2 separate regions of the Gossypium hirsutum genome follow, and region 1 is linked to region 2. A link is a contact called in public Hi-C data. All regions are on one chromosome and are shown on one strand. The core of a region is the stretch at or near the end of the contact, and the rest is flanking DNA. Distances in the headings are between cores, read along the strand shown. Region 1 holds the start of LOC107895769 (divinyl chlorophyllide a 8-vinyl-reductase, chloroplastic). Region 2 holds the start of LOC107897551 (trans-resveratrol di-O-methyltransferase).

Region 1 (3,525 bases), core at 5-2,504, 240 kb after region 2:
GGAAGATCTTAACAAGGAAGTCGAGAATCCCAATGGCAAAGTCCATGATCCCAATAGGCACTTTCAAGAACTTTGGTTCCTTCCCTACAAGCTTAAACAACATCTCCCCTTGCTCCAGTGGTGTCAATGCCTTCCCCGGACCGCCTATCGGCAAAATCTGATTAATCTTATCCTCTTTCAAAACACAATCTGAAATGAAGGAAGCCAAATCTTGTTCACTAATTGGCTTACAAGCACATAATTTGCCATCACCAAACATCACATAAGGCTTTCCATCTTTCACTAAGTCAACTTGACCCCCTAAACTCTTAAAGAATGCAGTTGGCCTAACAATACTGTAAGTAAACCCGTCATCTCCTTCGGCTTCTTTCATCAATTCGGCCTCAAATTTCAGCTTAGCTCGCTGGAATTCGAGGAGGGGTTTTTGGACACAAATGGCAGATAGCAACACAAAATGTGAAGCCCCAAATTTCTTACCAGCGACAAGGCTGTTCTTTGTAGCTTCGTAATCAATTTTCCATGAATCCTTAACACCACCAGTACGGCTAGCAAGACAAGAGACAACAACATCAATGGGAAACCCTAAATTTTTCACAGAATTCTCCAAAATGTCGAAATTGGTGACATCAGAGAAACATACATTAGCTCCATTTAAATCACTCAAAGTATCTTCCTTGCTGTTTTTGCCTCTAATCCCACTTCTTTCCCTAGCAATGGCTATAACATTAAACCCTCTATTGACCAACTCTTTCACCACAAATTTCCCCATATAACCGGTAGAACCCACCACCAAAACATTGATGTCTTTTGGGTTCTTGTTTCTAAATGAAGCTGATACAGCTGTTTCAACAGGCTTTGTTGCTAAAGCTTTAACAAGTTTAAACCTTTCTACATTAAAGGGTATTGATTTTGAAGTAAAACTAGCTGGTTTTACCTGGATTTGATTGATGAACTGAGAACTGAAACGTGTTTTGTGAGTTCGGGACTTTGGTGAGTGAACAGTGAAGGCATTGAAAGATAAACAAAGTGACATTTTCTTTTACCTAAGAAGAGAAATCTGGGGAAACTGGTCTTTGTCACTCAAAATTAAAGACAGAAAGGGAAAGAAAATGTGGGAACATTTGAGGTGAATGATGAACAAGATTGGAGGTTTCCATGGCCAGTAAAGTTCCTCCAGCTAAAAGAAAAATCTAATGAAGATTGGTGGTGGATAACATTGATGATAGCCCCAGCTGATAAAAGAATTATATAGAATTGCTCGTTTTCTCCATAGATAGTGATAAATATTAATTTCATCCCCCTAACTTTTCAAACTTTCTTTCTTAGTCCCTGGGCCCAATGGGCTGTCTGTGGCCAAGAAATGAAAAGGCCTTTTTATATATGTATATGTAGTGTTATAAATATTAGGCCCAAAAAGACCATTTGAGCCCAGGGACAAATCTTGTAGTTGAAAGCTGAAACGACGCTGTTTCATTCATATTGTTATTATAGGAGTCAATAATAGGTATAACTATCTGATTCTTAACTTCAATATTCACTTGAAGAAGAAAACAAATTCCCATACCAAAAATAAAATTATTTTATCAATCATTAATTTTTATTTTTCAGTTTTAGCCGATAACAAAAAAACCATGAATGAATCTGATTATACATACAGTTCAATCCCAAACGATGTAGCTCTCAAAATTGCTTCTTCCCTTGAGGTAATTTGCTTCCTCTTCATTTCCATCCTTTCTTTTCTTCTTTCTGGGTATCGGTGGAATCTAAACATGGTTTCCGGGTCGTCTGGTTTTTAGGTGACTGATCTTTCCTGCTTGAGTTGTTGTTCTCGGGTGTGGAGGGATTTATGGGGCTCCGATTGTTTATGGGAACCCTTATTTAAACAAAGATGGCCTCTTTTATATGAAGATGTCTTGAAAGTCCCCGACTTCAAGGTGTTTTTTTTTTAAGTTTTATTTATGGTAATTTAGCTTTGGAATTGTTGGTTTTGGCTTAATTGCAATGGGTGTTTCGAGTTCTTTTGCGGTTTATCATTCAAGTTGAAACTGTTAGTGTTGAAGTAAATAAATGTAATTAAATATGTTAGGCAAATTCAATTGTTTGTATTGATATGAAAATTGTTGAGAAAAAAAAATTAAAAATGATGCTAGGGTTGGAGGGGATTTTACATAAAGCAGCACAAGGAGATGAAGGATCAAGCTGATTCGGTTATTAAATTTGTAGAAAATTGTTTGCAATCCGAATCAATCCAGGTCAACGACTATCTGAAAGCGATTGAATGCCAGAAATTGATGGGGTTCGGGTTTAAAGATGTTCAAATGTTGCTGCTCAAACCAAAGCTGAATGTTTTGCTTAACCTGGTTGGACTTCATTACTGCCTTAACATCCTTAAAGTGCCGGTAACTTTTCATGCTTTATGTATTTTTCATGCATTTTTTTCTTGTATGCTTGTTTTGTTTACATCGTGGAATTAGTGTTCTTAGATGGTCACAAGCGCAGCTGAAAGCTAAACCAGCGTGGCTGCTTTTAGATAATGGTTTCTCTATAGATTTTGAATCTGTATTTCTAGATATGTTAATGCTACACATGTTAGAACTAAAAAAATTATGAATGATACCAAGCAGGCTTCGGATGTCATGGAAGCGCTCAAGAGTAGCAACATTAAAAACCGCCAAATTTGTATCAAATGGTGGAAGCTCGGCAGATGGTTCTATGGATTCCGTATGCGGGATGAATTCCATTTTCGATGTCTCTCTCTAGAAGATCTTGCATCGTCAAAAGACGATTTAGACGGGCTGGGGGTGCTTCAACGAGGAGCCATTCATGAGGTTTTACAAGTTCAGATATCCATTGTTAGTTCCAGAAGCAATCCCTGGGCCTAATCAAAGCTCGCAAGCACCAGTTTAAACAATGGGGAGAATAAGGTAAAAGAATCATAGAGGTCTTTGTATTAAGAGTCAGATTATAGTTTGTCCCTTTCAGATTATAGTTTGTCCCTTTTACTCAAAAAATGGATAAATTAATCACTGTATGTTAGATTAAAAAGTAAATTGATGATTCTGTTAAAAATTCAATCGATTTTATCGTTAAAAATTGGTCTTTGTACGACTGTATAAGGAACAAGTGGCATGTCACCCTTTGATTATTTTTTAGTGATACCAATTTTTAACAGTAGAAATGAATGAAAATTTTAATAAAAATGACCAATTTGCTATTTGATATAGTGTACAAGGACTAATTTATTTATTTTTTGTGTAGAGGGATCAAAATGTAATCTGACACTTGGTATAGGAACTTCATGGTATTTTTACAGGGAAAACTATGAATAAATGATCTGCAGATGTACAATGTTTATGTAAGTTAATATTTATATAGATCTATTGCAGACTAATATATAACTTTCTTTTATCAATTTTATTTGCAATTATTTGATCTTTTACTAGCCTTCACACTCTTGGAATTCAATATTATAAGCTTAGGTTACTCGGACTCGTGTTTGATTGATAGAGACAAGAACATGAAACA
Region 2 (4,102 bases), core at 1,075-3,574:
AATTTAAACACGAAATTTAAACTAAAAATTCAAATAACCTATGATTAAAAAATATTAAAAATCTGAATTTTATCCTTTCATTAGAATTTTCTAAAATAAATTATTATAAAAAAGATTTTGAATTTATCTCGATTCGGAATAAAATTGGAAATCGGAATTTTTAGAGCCGATCTAACAGGAAAAATAAAAAATTAGTGTTTGAGGGTTAATTGTTACGCAAAAGATTTTTTGAATTATTATGATATATTTCTTTGAATTTTTTAGAATTAGATAAAATTGAGATTATTTGTAAAGTCTGAAGGTTAATTTTTTAAAATTATGATCAAATTGATTTAATATATAAAAATTGAGGGTTAAATTTGTTATTATACTGATTTTTAACTGCCACATCATCCTCCTTTTAGTGCAATTAATGGAAATGGACAAAAAAATAATCTCAATTAGTTGGATGATCGATTTAAAAAACCAAAAAAGAAATAAGTACATAATTGGGTGACCAGTTTAAAAAATTTATAGTTGGATGACAAAAAAAAATGACTCTAATTAGATAAAACAAATTTACTTTTTCTTTCATTTGTTTTCCTACTATTATTCGAATTTTAAAACTTTTATAATAATTTAACTCCTTGTGTGCATATTGTAGTGCTTGTATAAAATGGTGGGTTTAAATGGACTGGTGTGTTTATTAGCAGTTAGTATAAAAACAATGGTAGCGGTGAGATTAGATACCATAGCGTGAGGCAAAAAATAAATTAAATGCACCGCATCTCACTGCACATCCAAACTCACGGTTAACAATCAACAAAAGAATTTATATTATGAAATAATAGTAGGAAAATTATTATTAATAGAGATATAAGTAGTGACAACAATAAGAGAAAAAGTTCAATCAGAGTATGTAGCTTTGTTATCATTATTCATAAACCTCAATGAGAGATTTTAAACCAACAATAGGAGTAAAGTAGGGCAATTATACCCTTCTAACTATAGCTCTGTTATCATTATTCATAAGGCAAGAATCGAAGATTCTTAGGGGTAAACCTCAATGAGAGATTTTAAACCAACAATAGGAGTAATTTTGTGGTAACTAAAACCAGCTGCTAAAAACTTCTTCCATTCTTCTTCAAGCCTTTCTTTTCCATTCACCAACACCAACATCTCCATGTCGGCGAAGAGCTTTGTTTCACTTGATTTAAACACCTGATCATCATCCTCCCTCAAAACCATCTCTATTATAATCACCTTCCCTCCTACATTATCTCGGCTTGAAATGGCCTCTTTACATCGCTTTAGGATCGTCACGGATTCTTCATCATTCCAGTCGTGAAATACATTCTGCTCAAATACATAAATTATTAACTAAGCCAAATACTGTGATTACATTTACAGTTTAATTTTTGAATTAATATGTGCAACTAAATTTGTTGTGCATTATTTATAATAGTGAAAATATCATGAAAAAGATGAATGAGAATAAAGATAGTAAAAGTTAACCTTTAATAAAATCGCATCTGCAGTTGGAAACGTCTTGAACATATCACCTCCAACATATTTCAAGTTCTTACTACCCTGCAGGCCAGCAACAACATAAGGAAGATCAAACACAATGCACTCCAAGTGTGGAAATACATCAGCAATGGCCTTGGCCACGATTCCTATGCCACCCCCAACATCTACAAGGGAGTTCAATCCCTCAAACACCCCTTTACACTTGTCAACCAAAAAACTAGAAATCAATCGAGAATCACAAGCTTGGCTTTCATTAAACAAGTCATTTAATTGTGGATCTTGGCTACAATAATCCCACAATATCTTCCCATGTGCGGTTTCAAATGGGGTACGATCATCATTTTGAAACCAAGCCGCTAAAAAATTCCAAGGCTTTGTGAAAATAGGATCTATAGTCGCTTTCAAAGAAGGTGTTATGCTCAAAGGATTATTCTTGAGCAACAAACGAGAAGAGTTGGTAAGAACATAACCTTCTTTTTGGGCATCACCGTCTAACTGTTGATGTGCAAAGAAGCCCGAATGAACTAGAATGCGCATGAGCCCATAAATGTGACATGCTTTGGTAGAGTTGAGCATCGGTAGTGCAGCCAACAGCTCAGTAATTGTCATGGGCTTGCCATGGTTTTGAATAACATTTGGGATACCTAAATCAACTGCACATTTTAGAGACATGGAACTTATGAATATAAAAACATGGTTGCAAACGTGAGCATGTGCTTGAACTAGCTCATTATCAAGCTCCCCATTGGCATTGCCCATATCTATCTTAGCTAAGTTTTTTTTTTATATTGATTAGCTAAGTTTTTTTTTTGCTTTGAGTTAACATACCACTAAATATGCTATTTATAGACTATGATAGCTTGGAAGTAAAATTTGCAAATTGAAAAGTATAACCAAACTTGTTTTTATTACTTTAATAAAAATATTTATTAAAAAAATATTTTTTCTCAAATAAAATTAAAGATTAATTAAAAAAATATTTTTTACTTCAAATTTATAATTATTATATTTATTCTAATAATTTATTTATTAGTATCTTAATTATAGTTAATTTTTAATATTGACGTGTCACAACACATGGTAAAAACACAAAAAAAGTGATTTTTTTTTGAAATAAAAATCTTAAAAATATTATGGAATTATGAAATTAATTTAAGAATTAAAAAAATATTTCGAAAAAATTGGAGGGTGTTTACAAATTAAGCTATTGTTATTGAGAGAAAAATTTAAATGTAAAAAGCATACGTGTCATGAAAGAAGTTTTTACATTGTTGAATTCAGGGTGCTTTTGAGTTTTGACCGGGAACGAATCTTTTTAACTGTGGTTGTCATCAAGTAACCAATTCAATTTCTTTGAATAAATTAAATGAATCAATTGTTTGAATGCATGAATTCAGGCTGCGTCATGAATGAATTTGTAGTATAATAGAATGCACTTCACCAACTACTAGGGGGCTCCACTGTGTCTTGGCCTGCACAAGTGTTCCAACACCTAAAAGTAGGCTTTTTTTTTCTCATCTAATATTACATTTTATAATATTAAATTCGAAAATGAGTTGGATGTGGATTATTTAATAGAATGATATGAATTGGTTGGTGGAAGGTGGTGCATAAGTGATACTATCCTTGTTAAAAAAAATATGTTGGTAATGATAATATATATAGTAAAGAAAAGAGAAATAAAAATAAAGAATATATAGATTTTACGTGAAAATTCTTTTGAAAAAAAACCACAGGCAGAGGAGAAGAAAATTTACTATACTGAATTCGAATAATTACAAGAGGAATAAACTATGTCTATTTATAGACTTCTAAAATCATATTCTAATAGGAGTGTAGTAAGATTAAAACACCTTATTCTAATCAATATCAAATAGATATAGTTTAATAAGGTTTAAAAAAAACTTATTCTAAAATAAAATAAAAGAAGTGTAATTCTATATGGATTTATAAAATAAAAGAAGTGTAATTCTATATGGATTTTACTTTTATTTTATTTTACCACTATATTTTATTTAAATAAGGATTCAGGTTACTTAATTCTAATAATCTCCACTAGGGGTGTGCAAAATTCGGGTAAAACCGAAAAATTCGGTTAACCGACCGAATTCAGTTAATCAGTCGGTTAACCGAATTAATTCAGTTGGGGGTCGGTTAAAATTTTTTTGAGTTTTCAGTTAACGGTTAATTCGGTTTGAAAAAAATTAGGTTAACTGGAAAAAATTAATAAAAAATTATAATATATAAATAGCCCACTATTCACTCAAACCCAATCCAACATAAACTCAAATACCCAATCTAATATATATTAACCCAAGTACCCAACCCAATTCAATCATAAAAATTACAAATAATTTAATAAATAAATAAAATCTAAAACTAAAAATAAAAATAAAAAAATATAATTTTATACAAATAATTCGGTTAATTCGGTTAATTTTATACTTATTTTAACCAAAAATTAAAAAAACATATAATTTTCGGTTAATTTGGTTAACCGACCGAATTAACCGAAAAATTTTCGGTTCGGTTAATTTTTTTGAAAAAATTTTGGTACAGTTAACGGTTAAAAAATTTGAAAGGTTGGTTAATT

The links. A called contact is a pair of places that touch in the nucleus more often than the background predicts.
Region 1: a Hi-C map of leaf shows a contact between it and region 2, with 2.1 times the contacts expected there. The contact joins the promoter of LOC107895769 here to the promoter of LOC107897551 in region 2. A contact is called at or near these places in 2 of 34 Hi-C or Micro-C datasets (both in leaf).

Annotation. Positions count from the first base shown.
Region 1 is chrA10:22,101,589-22,105,113 of Gossypium_hirsutum_v2.1, forward strand. LOC107895769 (divinyl chlorophyllide a 8-vinyl-reductase, chloroplastic) reads right to left here and starts at 1,255. Exons shown (of 1, transcript XM_041078985.1): 1 at 1-1,255. The coding sequence starts at 1,033. LOC107897549 reads left to right here and starts at 1,484. Exons shown (of 4, transcript XM_016823036.2): 1 at 1,484-1,703; 2 at 1,797-1,934; 3 at 2,151-2,399; 4 at 2,625-3,412. The coding sequence starts at 1,632. The coding sequence ends at 2,882.
Region 2 is chrA10:21,856,721-21,860,822 of Gossypium_hirsutum_v2.1, forward strand. LOC107897551 (trans-resveratrol di-O-methyltransferase) reads right to left here and starts at 2,325. Exons shown (of 2, transcript XM_016823039.2): 1 at 1,495-2,325; 2 at 885-1,335. The coding sequence starts at 2,268. The coding sequence ends at 1,030.